Regions from separate parts of the Mus musculus genome. Here region 1 is linked to region 2. The links are chromatin contacts, called in public Micro-C maps. All regions are on one chromosome and are shown on one strand. Each heading gives the region's core, a stretch centred on a gene start, on an enhancer-like site or on the middle of the called end of the contact. The rest is flanking DNA. Distances are from core to core; before and after follow the strand shown.

Region 1 (3,552 bases), core at 619-3,118, 38 kb after region 2:
AGTGAAGAGTAAGCCAGATGAAGGACTCTCATCAGACACCTCGGAGAACCAACCTAAGAAACATTTGGACCAGAAAGCTCCAGGCTGGGGGTGATGGCCGTGATGACAGAGCAAGGGCCCCTGGGACAAGTGTTCCTCATTTTTGAGACGGATACTCAGAAGGTACCACACCCTGAGAGCATCTGCTCCTTAGGGGCACTGTTAGTTAGGGGCTGGGTGGAGCAGGCTGGGGTCTGGCAATCGTGATTCCCAAAATGGTTCACAGAGCATCGCCCAGGATCACAGCTCTAGATTCTGAAACCAGGAGTCTGACCCTGGGCCAGGTACTTAATTGATCCTATCTCAATGCTCTCCCAGCTGACTCCCACACAGGCTGTACTGGACCCACTGCAGGGAAGGAGAATCCCCTTGAAGAGATCAACTACAGCCCTGCAAAATCCAAAGCCCCGTGGGAAGGATCCTGAAGATGTCCTTTCCAAGAAACTAAATAAACCAGGGGGTCTGGGCCATATGCCCAGAAGGTTCCCAGCAGAGACCATACTCCGCTCCCCAGGGATGAGGGGGATATGGGACTTCTGACCCATACACCCTACACCATCAACCAAGACCTAGGAAAGTCCCTGCCTTCCTCTTCGGGGGACAGGGGTGCCACGGGAATCACACTTCATGGAAAACTATTCTGCTTCAGATAGACAAAACTCCCAAAGTTTATAGGGTTCTCAAGATGAAAAGAAGGCTCCCTTCACTGCTCGCAGTCCCCACGCACAAAGGACTGGGCGTGCTTCTTTCTGATCACTCTTAATCACAGACCACGGCTGTCCTCCACACGAAGCCATGGTCAAAAAAAACAAAAGACAGACTTTCCTTCTCTAGGTCATCAACTGATTCTAAGGGTCTGAGCTCCAACTCAGATGGGCTCAAGACACTAGCAACTTTTTGCCTTATTAGCCCAAGGCTGCTCAGTAGTCCCTGCAGCGACTTGCCTAGGGCACGCTGGCCTTGACAGAGGAAGGTCATTGGCCACCAAGTTTCTGCAGTTTCTGCATCACATAGTACCTTGGGGACCGGGAATGAGGAGGTGGGGGGTGGAGACGACACTCAGGGGCGAATTCCCGAAGAGTCCGTGCTGCAACCAAGACTTAAAATAGATAAAAGGCACGCCCTCCCTCTGCCGCCCCAGGCCCGCGGCAGGTCACAGAGAGGCATGCGGTCCCTAAGCCCCCCAGCCCGGCCCCGAAGCACCGGCGACCGGGTCCCTGCAACTAGGCCAGCGGCTGCATCCCGCCCTCGCCCCGCCCTGCCCCCTGTCTACGCGCTCTCTTTGCGAACGCCGGGCCCGAACAGCCGCTCCCATTGGCCGGCGGCCGCGTCCGTCAGCGCGCGGCGGAGCCGAGGAAAAGGCTACAGTGGAACAAGGCGGGCGAGTGCGCGGAGGAAGGAGGCGGAGGCTGGGCCGCCCGAGGCCCGCGTCGGGCGGTGGCGACGACCTGCGGGCCCGGGCCACCTTGAGACCCGCCCCGCTTCCGGTGCTCCGGTCCGTGCCCCGTCGCCTGCCTGCGCCCCCGCTCCCCAGTGTCCCCGCGCGCTCTTCGCCGCGGCCCCCGCGCCGGTTGGCGAGCCGCCCAGCGTCTTCCGAAGCCATGTTCACGTTCATGGCCACGGTGGCCACCGGGCCCACTCACCTTCGCGGGCTCCCACGCGGGGCGGCGAGCCGGGCCGGGGCCGGGGCGGCGGGACGCGGCGGGACGGGGCGGCCGCGCGCGGGGTCCCCGGCCGGGCAAAGTTTCAGCGCCAGCGGCAGCGCGGCGGCGACTCGCTGCTGCTCTCCTCCCCTGCTTTGACCACCATCTTATTAGTACAGGAAATGACATGGAAAACGGAAGAAAGCGGCGTTTGGGGCAGACGCGGACCCCCCAATTCAGGGGGCCGGAGCCGAGCCTCGCTGAGCCCCGCGTCCCCCGAGCCGGCCCCGCGCGGGAGCTCGCGCGTCCCCGCCGCGCGCCCCACGGGGAGGGCGACGCTGCGGAGGAGGAGCGGGCTGCGCCAACTTTGTGCCTGGGATACTTTCTGGGGGTCGTGCTAGAAAGTTGTGGCGTTTGCGCAAGCCCATCCGAGGGTGCCTCCTGGCTCTGCCCGGCTTCGACGTTGTCGGTCTACAACCCAATAAATAGTCAGAGGGCGATAAATGCGTTTATAATTTTAACCCTTACAGGGTCCTCTTCCGGGCCCCTTTAACCCTTTGGTTGCTCAGCCGTTTGGAAGTATCAACTGAAGTTGGGTAACATGCGTCCCATAGAACACCAAGGGAAAAGGGCCCTGGGGCCTGTGAGAAAAATTAACTATTTACGTGGGGACTAAAGGGTGAGTGTCACTTGCTGTTCAGATCAAAGTACAGTACCAAATCTGAATACAAAGCTGGAACGGGACTGTGTCCTAACTTAACTTGCCTAGTGCCTCATTGTATCCATCTGCAAAATGGCACCCAGCAAGAAAGATAGTGAAGGGATGTAGTAAGGCTGGGGTGTTTAAAGGAAGTGTGAGTGGTCAGAGGGAACCAGAACAACCCTACCCCAAGCCCTTCTTTGTAATGACCCCAAGGGGAGGCTGCTGCAGGGTGGGTTCCCTGGCCGAAGGAGGGCCTCACCTTAGGCTGGAAGTTGCCAAAAAGGATTCTACCTGAGTAAGAGATCTTGGAAGGCCTGCCCAGTGCCAGGTAGTCCAGGAAGGTCCAGATAGTCCCAAGAAGGTGTCACCTCAGGGGAGCCGATTACCCAGGGAAAGGAGCTTCCACCAGGGCGATCCCAGAGGGCTTTCCAAGGTCAAGTACTCCTGAGGATGCTTTGCTTAGGAGACCTGATGGGGGCTGGGACAGGAGGCAACTTCTCTTATTTCTCTTGACCTTGGTAACATAAACGCTTCTTCGGCTCCCTTGTCTGTCACTTGCAGTATGACCTTGAGTGTCTGTAGCTATGACCCTGTTTCCTCTTCTTGCAAAGCTGTAAAGGTCCAGCTGCCAGCTCTAGGGTGAGCCCTGAGGGTGTATGTAAAGAGCCCAGAAGCAGCTGTAATGCTATGGAAATGGCTAGGTGCTTGCTGTGTGTCCACAGTGTAGCTTTCTGAAGCACCGGGTCGTGTGTGGGATATGGATGAAGACCTGGATCTGTGTATCCCATTGTGGCTCCAGCCCAGTCAGAAGTCTGTAGGACTACCTCAAGTTCTAACTAACACCTGGGAGAGGGCAGGCTCAGGAAGAGAGGCTGAGGAATTAGCCACTTGTCCCTTATGAGGGGAAGAGACCATACATGAAACAACATCAGGGGTGGGCCAGGAATCCACAGGACCACATGCCAGGAAGGCAAACAGTGAAGACCCAAGTGCCCAGGGGTTGGCACAGGGCCTGCAGTGACTAGTGCCTGCTGCAGAGAGTGGGTGGGACGAAGAAACTGAGACAGACCACAAAGAGGCACAGGAAAAGAAGGGTATGGCCAATGGCCCGGAGGATGAGCAGACCTTGGAGACTAGTTTCCTCCGGTCTGAACCATTTGGCAGGGC
Region 2 (3,662 bases), core at 1,091-3,590:
CGCTGCTAGGGCTGTAAGAGCTCGCTACCACAGATGCTTTTCGACATGAGTTCTAGGTCTCAAACTCAGGTCCTCATGCCTGTACGGCAAGCATTTAGTGACAGAGCCATCTCTGTAACTTCAAACATGTCTTCTTGCATGGGACCAGGGCTTCTGAAACCAGGAAAAAAAAAAGGACGAGGAAAAGATAGTAACCAGGAAAGCTTGGGAATGGGATTTGGCCAATGAGTGCGCTTTATTTATGATCAGGGTTTCCAGATTCTGGCCCCAAATCAGCATCATGATCCAGGTCTTTTCTTTCCTTTCTTATTTGTCATCCTAGTAGGCCAAGCTGCCCCCTGGGCTTGCCAGTGAGGTCTATAGAGCCATCCCTGACACACACATACATACACATACATAAACATACACACATATATACACACGCAGACACACACATACATACAGATACACAAACATATACACACACAGGGAAAGAGAGAGGAAGGGAGCAGGAAGAGGGAAGAGAAAGAGGGAGGGAGGGGGAGGGAAGAGAGAAGGAGGGAGGGAAGGAGGGAGGGAGGGGGAGGGAAGAGAGAAGGAGGGAGGGAAGGAGGGAGGGAGGGGGAGAGAGAAATGAGAGAGAGAGAGAGAGAGAGAGAGAGAGAGAGAGAGAGAGAGAGAGAGAGAGAGAAACTTCTTGCTACCTTGAGTCTTTCTGACCACCCATTCTCTTCAGGCCTCTAGTATCGCTCACTACTTGATATTCTGAAGGCCCACTATGTGGCCTAGCCGCCACCCTCTGTCACCTTCCACATTGTAGCAGATAGCCCTGACCCACAAGCCTCCTCTGTTAGTCTAAGTCTCCTATTGCTGAACTAACTCTCCTTCTCCCTCTCTCCCTCTCTCTCTCTCTGAACAAAGCCAATGTATTCTTTTACAATTCTGCAGGTCAGACCTCTTCTGATCAAGAACCTGTCTTGTCACGTCAATAGGGAGCCAGCATGCCTGCCTCCTGGATGAGAAGACCAGAGAGGACAGGGTGCTCCTAAAGGGCTGAGGTCTTTATTATACATACAAGGGAGAGCACAGGCAGGGGCATCCGGAAGGGTGCAGACTGAAGCCAACCATGAGAAAGGATGGGGAAGAGAGCCAGAGAGGAAGAGAGAGGCTTTGAGACCTAACACTTCCCAGTCCCTTCCATTTCTGGGAGGTCAACAGAAACCATTTTCCCCACATCTGATTTGACTCTGATGCTTCCTCCATGGAAGAATTTTGTAATTATCTTGAACCCAGCCAGAAAACCTAAGATCATCTCCCTGACTCAAGATGTTCATGGTAACCACAGATGCTAGCACCTTCTGCCACCGAAAGACAGTCACCAGCTCTGAGGACAAGAATGGGGACACTGTGGGACCTATCTTAATCTCATTCCTGCCATAAAATACTGACAAACCCAACTTAAGAAGAAAGGGTGGGGGCTGGAGAGATGGCTCAGCGGTTAAGAGCACTGACTGCTCTTCTAGAGGTCCTGAGTTCAAATCTCAGCAACCACATGGTTGCTCATAACCATCTGTAATGAGATCTGATGCCCTCTTCTAGGGTGTCTGAAGACAGTGACAGTGTATACATATAAATAAAATAAAATGGTCTTTTAAAAAATTAAAAAAAAAAAAAAAGAAGAAGAAAGGGTGATTTGCTCATAGCCCCAGTGTCTATCATAACGGGGAAGCCACATGGGCAGGAGCACTAGGTAGCTGGTTGCATTACACCTGCAATCCAGAAGAAAGAGGGATGAGTGCCTATGCTCACCTCACTCCACTGTATACAGTCAAGCATCCCTGTCTAGGGAATGCCACCACCCATGGGTCTTCCCACATCCATCAACCTATCAAGACAATTCTCCCCACAGGCTCAACAATCTCCTGGAAACTTGTTTCCTAGGTGACTCCAGATCTTGTCAACTTGGCAATGAACACTATTAATCTTCAAAGAGCAATTAATTAGTCTACCACACCCACCTACCCTGGGCTGTCCCTTAGGTGATGGAAAATGTGCTGAGCCGCCCCTTTCCATACTCAGCGGCTTCTGCAGAACCTTCCAGACAGAGGTGCTACAAATGCATGTATGGATGGTGTTCTCACCTCATCCTCCTGCTCCTTTCCAAAGCCTCTTCCTGCTGGCCCTAAGAATGCTTTCTTGCTAGTACCAGCTCCCCTTACCCTCTAATCACCATCCACCTCTCTTATCTCTCTTTTTCACTTCTGAGCTCTAGCCAAATTCTGAGAAGTTGTTCTACAGGCCACCTCTATGCTAATCAGGTGCCCAGCTCCTGTACTCTCCTGCAAGGGGCTCCTGATAAGCCTTTGTTGTAGGCTGCAGTTCTAGGCAGTACAAACCACTTAAACCTGGCCCCCAGCCTCTGTCTTTAGGTACCAGTAGCATGCCCCCACCCTGAGCTGTCAGCATGGCCAAAGACCATAGGAGCTCAAGATCCCAGGTTGGACCTACCGTTCCTCTGATGTCACAATGCTTTTGTGGCTACAATATCAATAGACACTTCTGAGCTCTGTCACCCTGGGCTCCCCATTAGCATGAGAGGCTAGAGCCTTTGTACACCTCTCTTCTTGCTATGTGGGCAGATCGCTCTCCTGGCCTGCCTTCGCCCAGTGCCGCTCTCTCCCATGCTTCCTTCTGGACTGTTAACTTTTGAAGTCCCTTGACATTGAGGCTAGGCCCCATCCACTTCCACTAGCCACCTACGAACATAAGTCACATCTCTACACTCCTGCTGCATGGGCCAGGACGGTACATCCACCTGTCTGCTGACATCGCCATTCAGCAAGGCCAACACCAGAATCCCAGTCACTCTCCACCTTCTCTCCATCCAGCAATCCTCATTTCAGAAGTGCTCGGTGGGAGGCAGGGAGGACCTAAGCTGGCCTTGATACTTGGGTCCCTTACTAAAGCCATGCCATCCTGACTGGCCTTCATCCCCCATCTCGTCCTCAAGTCGATCCTTCAGTCTCTGTCTCTCTGTCCCTGTCTCCACCCACGCCACCTCCATTGAAGGTTTGGAATTACATTGACTACCGGCTTCCTAACCAGTGCCACATCTCTGCCCCAGTCAGCTCTAAAGGCTGCAGCCAATGTTGTCCTTTCAAGACATTAATGTGGGGCTGGGGACATGACTCAGTGGACAGTGTTTGCTGTGTAATCGTGAAGAACTGAGCTGATCCCCACATCGCAGGTAAAAGCCCAATGCCGTGGCGTGCACATACTATCCCAGTGCTGGGGAGGTACGGGGATCCCTGGAGGTTTATTGGTCAACCAGTCTAGCTGAATTGGTGAGCTCCAGGTTTAGAGAGAGACCCTGTCTCAAACATAAGGGAGAGAATAATTAGACACACACATAAACACACACACACACACATCACCACCCTGAACACATATACACACAGCCAAGCAAATAAATAAAGAAACAAAAGTTATCTGGTCATTCATCATTACTTGAAACAATTACCTGGAAACTTCCCAGCATCCTTCACAGAGTAAAGTCTGCAGAAGACCCCTCCCAGTCCCCACCTCCAGGCCTTCTCCAGCCCCACGTTTGCTGTTCACATATGCTGTGTGCCCCTTCCCACCACAGGGCCTCTGCTCAAGCAGATCTACTGATCTGATACCCC

Evidence for each region. Hi-C and Micro-C count contacts between places; a contact is called where the count stands out from the background.
Region 1: a Micro-C map of the G1E-ER4 cell line shows a contact between it and region 2, with 2.0 times the contacts expected there. The contact joins the promoter of Prdm11 here to the enhancer-like site in region 2. A contact is called at or near these places in 5 of 39 promoter capture datasets (the 3T3-L1 cell line, cranial neural crest, hippocampal neurons and 2 more), 19 of 484 Hi-C or Micro-C datasets (the G1E-ER4 cell line, the HL-1 cell line, the HPC-7 cell line and 11 more), 2 of 115 datasets of contacts at active chromatin or transcription factors (embryonic midbrain and memory CD8 T cells) and 2 of 9 other capture datasets (adipose tissue and pancreatic islet).

What each region holds. Positions count from the first base shown.
Region 1 is chr2:93,044,297-93,047,848 of GRCm38.p6, forward strand. Prdm11 (PR domain containing 11) reads right to left here and starts at 1,869. Exons shown (of 8, transcript NM_001368848.1): 1 at 1,683-1,869.
Region 2 is chr2:93,006,176-93,009,837 of GRCm38.p6, forward strand. The region is part of intron 4 of Prdm11 (PR domain containing 11); the gene reads right to left. Among named protein-coding and RNA genes, the nearest start is that of 4631405J19Rik, 21 kb to the right of the region's middle. Within about 2 kb of position 2,341, at least 4 of the 459 cell types and tissues checked have an H3K27ac peak or open chromatin away from gene starts, as enhancers often do. A contact at or near this core is called in the G1E-ER4 cell line, where this site is marked.